Linked DNA regions of Capra hircus: region 1 is linked to region 2. Evidence: chromatin contacts called from public Hi-C data. All regions are on one chromosome and are shown on one strand. Each heading gives the region's core, a stretch centred on a gene start, on an enhancer-like site or on the middle of the called end of the contact. The rest is flanking DNA. Distances are from core to core; before and after follow the strand shown. Region 1 overlaps DCBLD2 (discoidin, CUB and LCCL domain-containing protein 2). Region 2 has its middle 15 kb from the start of CPOX.

The links. Hi-C and Micro-C count contacts between places; a contact is called where the count stands out from the background.
Region 1: a contact with region 2 is called in a Hi-C map of blood, with 4 times the contacts expected there. The contact joins two enhancer-like sites. A contact is called at or near these places in 4 of 5 Hi-C or Micro-C datasets (blood and liver).

Annotation. Positions count from the first base shown.
Region 1 is chr1:42,888,552-42,891,642 of ARS1.2, reverse strand. DCBLD2 (discoidin, CUB and LCCL domain-containing protein 2) reads left to right here. Exons shown (of 16, transcript XM_005674883.3): 15 at 613-750; 16 at 1,407-3,091. The coding sequence ends at 1,876. Among named protein-coding and RNA genes, the nearest start is that of TRNAE-UUC, 71 kb to the left of the region's middle. Within about 2 kb of position 1,687, at least 1 of the 5 cell types and tissues checked has an H3K27ac peak or open chromatin away from gene starts, as enhancers often do.
Region 2 is chr1:42,683,527-42,686,368 of ARS1.2, reverse strand. No RefSeq gene overlaps it. Among named protein-coding and RNA genes, the nearest start is that of CPOX, 15 kb to the right of the region's middle. Within about 2 kb of position 1,343, at least 1 of the 5 cell types and tissues checked has an H3K27ac peak or open chromatin away from gene starts, as enhancers often do.

The DNA.
Region 1 (3,091 bases), core at 438-2,937, 200 kb before region 2:
ATTCTGCACTATATACTGCAATGTGGATGAACCTTGAGGACTTTATGCTAAGTGAAATACACCAGTCACAAAAAGAAAAATAACATATGACTCCATTTATACGAGGTACTACTTATATATAGTATTCTAAAGACAAAGTAGAGTGCTGGTTGCCAGGGACTGAGGGGAAGAGAGAATCAGAAATTACTGCTTCATGGATATGAAATCTCAGTTTCACAAGACAGAGATGGCTGGAGTGAGAGTTGCCCAACAATGTAAACATATGTAGTATCACTGAGCTGCTTAATTAAAAATGGTTCAGAAAGTTCCCTGGTGCCTAGTGGTCAGGATTCCAGACTTTCACTACTACTGGATTCAATCCCTGGTCAGGAAACTGAGATCCTGGAAGCCGTGTGGGTGCAGCCAAAAAAAAAAAAAAAAAAAAGGGTACGAGAGAAAATTTTATGTGTATTTTACATTTTCTTTTTAAAGTCTTGATCATCAAGGCTCATTTTATAGATCTTTGTTATAGAAATGGCTTAAATGCAGCAAGATTTCTGCCTTCGTATACTGTTATCATTTCAAACATAGCTTTCTCTTTAATGGTCTCTCTTGCTTATGATCACAATGAAGGTTGGTGGAAAGGAATGAAGCAGTTTCTTCCTGCCAAATCAGTGGAGCACGAGGAAACCCCAGTTCGCTACAGCAGTAGCGAGGTGAACCACTTGAGTCCAAGAGAGGTCACCACCATGCTGCAGACGGACTCTGCAGGTAATTATAGCACAGCCCGGGCTCAAGGGGAAACTGCTGTGCTTGCTGCAAAGTGCTTTGGTATTTACAGTATCTTTTATCTTTTTCATGTGTAGGAGATGAGCTGGTTTCCAAATGTAGAACCACTTTTTAAAAAAGACCTCGAGAGAGTCATTTCTGTGTCTCAGATGTTCTATCCATAAAATTGGGGTATTCATTTCTTAAAAACTTTGGGCATTTTGTCTGCTTATCTGGAATTTCATTTGGTTTTATTGGGAGTTTAGGGGTATTAAAAGGAGAGCAGGAAAGACACAGTGGCCTCGGTATTTATCCTATTAACCCAGTGTATATTTTAAACATTTCCTAATATTTGGAAAAGAAAAACATGAAATTATTTTCCAAGACCAATACAGTAATGGACTTTATTTTCAAATGAAATAGTTACCTATAAATCTGAAGAACACATACACTCTTTATGCAGAATTCCATGAATGAAGCTTTCGGGCACAATGACATATAACCTTGAGATAACATCTTTTTTAATTTTGAAGTTGATTCTTGCAGGAAAACCCATCCATCTCCATGACAGCACAGGTGCCATAAAGACGTGTGTGTTTTCAGGGTAAGCCTGTGGCATTAATGAGAGGACTTTTCTGTTTGTGTTTTGTGACACCCAGAGTACGCACAGCCACTTGTGGGAGGAATTGTGGGCCCCCTCCATCAGAGGTCTACCTTTAAACCAGAAGAAGGGAAAGAAGCAGGGTATGCTGACCTCGATCCCTACAGCTCCCCAGTGCAAGAAGTTTACCACGCCTATGCAGAACCACTGCCAGTGACCGGGCCTGAGTACGCAACCCCAATTGTCATGGACATGTCCGGGCACCCCTCAGCTGCAGCTGGCCTGCCCTCAACTTCCACTTTCAAAGCTGCAGGGAACCAACCGCCCACTTCGGTGGGAACATACAACACTCTCCTCTCCAGGACCGACAGCTGCTCCTCAGCGCAGGCCCAGTATGATACCCCGAAAGGTGGGAAGCCAGGCCCAAGCGCCCTGGATGAACTGGTGTACCAGGTGCCGCAGAGCACGCAGGAGGTGTCAGAAGCAGGGAAGGAGGGTGAATGTGATGTTTTTAAAGAAGTCATTTGAAGGTGATGCTGCTTTTTACAAAGCATCATTTTAAAGCACATGGCCTTTTTTGTTGTTGTTGTATTAGTGGTAGAACGTATTACATATCTGTCACGGATGTGGTTGGGGGAAGTGTGATGACCGAGGTACAAAAACTACTAATCTTACCATCTTGCTTTAAAAGGGTTACTGTGGCACAGTTACTGCTTGCCTATGAAATTTTAAACATCTTGTTTGTTACTACTGTAAAACACTATTTTATACAGAAAAGGCTCCCTACTATGCACTTCAAAGAAATTTAAAATCACTGAGTATTTATTACCGATGCTGCAGGTACATTGATGAACTCGAGATGGCTCTGTAAGCCTTTTTGGCAATAACGCATGGTACTGTTCTTAAAATGTCTAATGGCTTGAAATTCAGCAATTTGTGAAAAGTGGGTACTATTGTGATTTCTTCCTCTTCTATTCTTGTATTGCTTTCTGAATTTAAAAAATATATATTGATATAATCATTGTTTTGATTGCAGCATTATATATTTATCCATCTTTCCTTAGGAAGAGCTGTAGCTGGGAAACTGACCTGTAGTGAGCAGGGTGATTTTTCACTTTCTGACACTCTAATGAACTTAAACATTTCATAGTACATGACCTGGTCTCATCCCTTGCTTGTTCCACCTGGGGCCCTTGGTGGCCTGCCCCATTCTCATCTTTATAAATGCCTGAGTTTTTTTCAGTGGGTGATGCTTGCTCTATCAATCTCATTAATTTAGATCCCCTAGTGTCTTCATGCGGAAACAGGAACAATTTTATAAATTAAAAAAGCTATAAAGGAGATCCTCTGCTCCAGACTTTATTTGCAATGGAATTCTTCCTAGGAGAGTGTGAAAAGTTAAGGACTTTTAAACGTGAACACTGTAAACAATACCCACTTAATATTTCTCAACATGAAAAGCAAAATTATTCCTCAGGAATCGTATAAATTACTTTCCCTCCACAAAAGTAACCAAATTGTTTTGGTTTTATATACAGACTGTTCTTTGACTCTCAAGTTATTTATTGTTTTTAGTGAAATAAATATTTTCCCACAGTAAGAAATGCAAACCCAGCATGTATTTTTCGGCTCTGTGTGATTATGCCATCCATGTGGTCTGGGGTGTGAGTAGTCTCCCGTATCACAGGGAACAGAGGGAACAAATGTTTTAGCATCCTAGCAAAGGAAAATCCCTGTCTTATT
Region 2 (2,842 bases), core at 94-2,593:
ATATTTTAAATGGTGAATTGCATAATATGTGAATCATAGCTCAATAAAGCTACTATATGTATATATAAAAAATACAAGTTATAAAGTGTGTCATGGGCTTTCCCAGTGGCTCAGCGGTAAACATTCCACCTGTCAATGAAAGAGATGTGGGTTCAGTCCCTGGGTCAGGAAGATCTTCTGGAGAAGAAAATAGCAACCCACTCCAGTATCCTTGCCTGGGAAATTCCATGGACAGAGGAGCCTGGTGGGTTACAGTCTATGAGGTCTCAAAGAGCCAGACATGACTGACCACGCATGCATGCATGGGATACACTCATTTTCTGGATTAATTTTTGAGTATTCTGATTTTCTCATAGTCTCAAATGTTTGGTTATAACTTTAGGGTTAAATTTTTCTCTTAGTAAGCCTTAGGGAGAATCAGTTCGTTCCAAAAATTTTAATATGGTTAATGGCAAATTCGCTTCCTTTACTTTTTAAAATATAATGTGAAAATTAAGGGGCTGAATAAAAAATAATATCCACTGATAAATGCTCTAGTTGCATTTAATATATCTGTGTACCTACATCATCATCCCTCAAGAAAACATTATTTTTTTCACAAGTGTTTCTTAGCAAATGACTACTCTGGGGAGCCCTCATAAAACCAAATAACTCTGAACTCTCTGGGACTCATTTTTGTCCTCTGTAAAATGGAAGAACTTGTTTAATCATGACTTTCAGACTTTGCTCCTTTAAGTCCTGGGTGTTCAAAGAATTAATTCACAAAATAGGGTGTTGGAGATAGAGGCATTGCCCAGCCAGAAATCCCTTTCAAAAAAGCAGCTCTGCTTTCTGTTCACATATTATTTGAACTTCTTCACTGGATTTCCTCTGAAGGGATCAGATACTAAAACGAACTTGAAAACCGTTGGATTAGATTATTTCTAGCTCTACGCAGTCTAAGATTGATTCTGCAATGTTAACAGAGGAAAGAGTTGTTTTATCATTTTATAGTTTGTGGGTTTTCAGAGACTCAGAAACAGATATGTTTCTAAGGAACTAAGTGACTAGGTAGATGGGCGATACATGAGGCGTGGCTGAGGGAGCAAGCAGGAATTGATCCTGTTAGAGAGGGCCCCAGGGATGGATTCTTTTCTCATAAAATCATTCATAGCCCCTCCTCAGCAACTAGAGAAAAGACTCATGTATTGTAGCTATTTCCCCAAGCACTGTTGACTCCACTAATTTAATGACAGCAGAGCAGTGTTGGTGAATTCAAGGCAAAACCAACGAGGAGACTGCGACTTCAATTTTCCCCTCCTCCTCCACCACTTTCTCCTGCCCCCCTGGCGGCTCCTCCCATTTTGGCTGGGGTGTGATAGAGCAGAACTGAAGTTTATTTTAATCTCTCTTAGGTCAGACACTTCAAAGCTGCCACAGTTCCTGGAAATCTACCCCAACCTTGACAGGCTCACCAGTTGATGCACAGAATGTGGTCCTTTCATAGCCTCCGGTATGGTGGAAAGCAGTCCAGTTTTTCCTTGATGACTGCATAGCTAATGAGCTTTCATTGCAGGACTGGCTGCCTCAAAACTTAGGGAGGATGCCTTCCAGGTACTGTGTGCTCTATACTGTGTATAAAACATCGGGTAGAGTTGGCACAGAGTGTTTCATAACAAACTCTATTTTCACCTAAGAAGAAAAGATTTATAAGGTTCAAATTGTTAATACTAGAGTCACTGATGTGGATAATTGCAATGCTTTCTGGAGACCGTTCCCTGGGCTGGAAAAGGAGAAGCATTGTATCTACCCGAGCTCCCTCACCCATCTGCCTCCAGTGTAACCCATCCCATTCCAACCCCCACTCTGCTTGCAGAGTAATCCATCTCACATATAGACCTGGTCTTGCCTTCTTCTGCCTCAATGCCTGTGATGACTTTCCATTGACTTCTGAATAAAGGAAAAACTGTTTGGCAGAACATACAAACACCAGCTTTTTCCTGTACCTTTGGTTCTTCCCATTCTGTGGTCACTCTAGCTGGGGGTCAGAACCTGAAGTTTTAGCCCAGCTGGGTAGAATGTTGAGAATATCTTCTTTTTTCTTTTAAAAATAGTCTTGTGCTGCTCAAGAGTAGTTATCAAGTCTTCTTGCAACAATATCAATGTGCATCTTTATTAAAAAAAAAATACTTCTAAGCACCTAAACCTGAAAACTGCTGTTTCTTGTTTAGTCACTAAGTTGTGTCTGACTCTTTTGCAATCCCAGGGACTGTAGCCCACCAGACTCCTCCGTCCATGGGATTTCCTGGGCAAGGATACTAGAGTGGGTTGCCTTTTCCTTCTGCAGGGGATCTTCTCGACCCAGGGATCCAATTTGAGTCTCCTGCCTTGGCAGGTGTATTCTTTATCATTGAGCCACCAAGGAAGCCTGCTGTTCCTTATAGCTATAGTTTAAAGAGAGGTGCTAGTACCAAGTGGATTTCATTGCCTTTGGGAGGCTCTGGCCTTGCCCCTCAAAATGAATTTGAAGGTTCTACAGCTCTGGTAGCCAGTGCCTGCTGGGGACGGATGCTGTGGCCATTGGGTCCCCTAGTGCCTTCTTCCCCTATATGTGATGGGAGGTATGGGGGAATGTACACATGTACTGTGCCCTCTCTCAATCCCTGCAGACAGAGATGCGGGTGCCTGAGCACACTGAATACTGATCATGAAGGTGGAGGAGACCACAGTCAGTATGAGTGCCGCTGACCAGGAGTCAAGCAATTCCGCTACTCCAAGATCAATTCAGTGTGTAACTTCGCACTGCCCCATCAGGTCCTGCATTGCTAGCACAGGCCACATTCACCAACAAGAGGCCCAATAC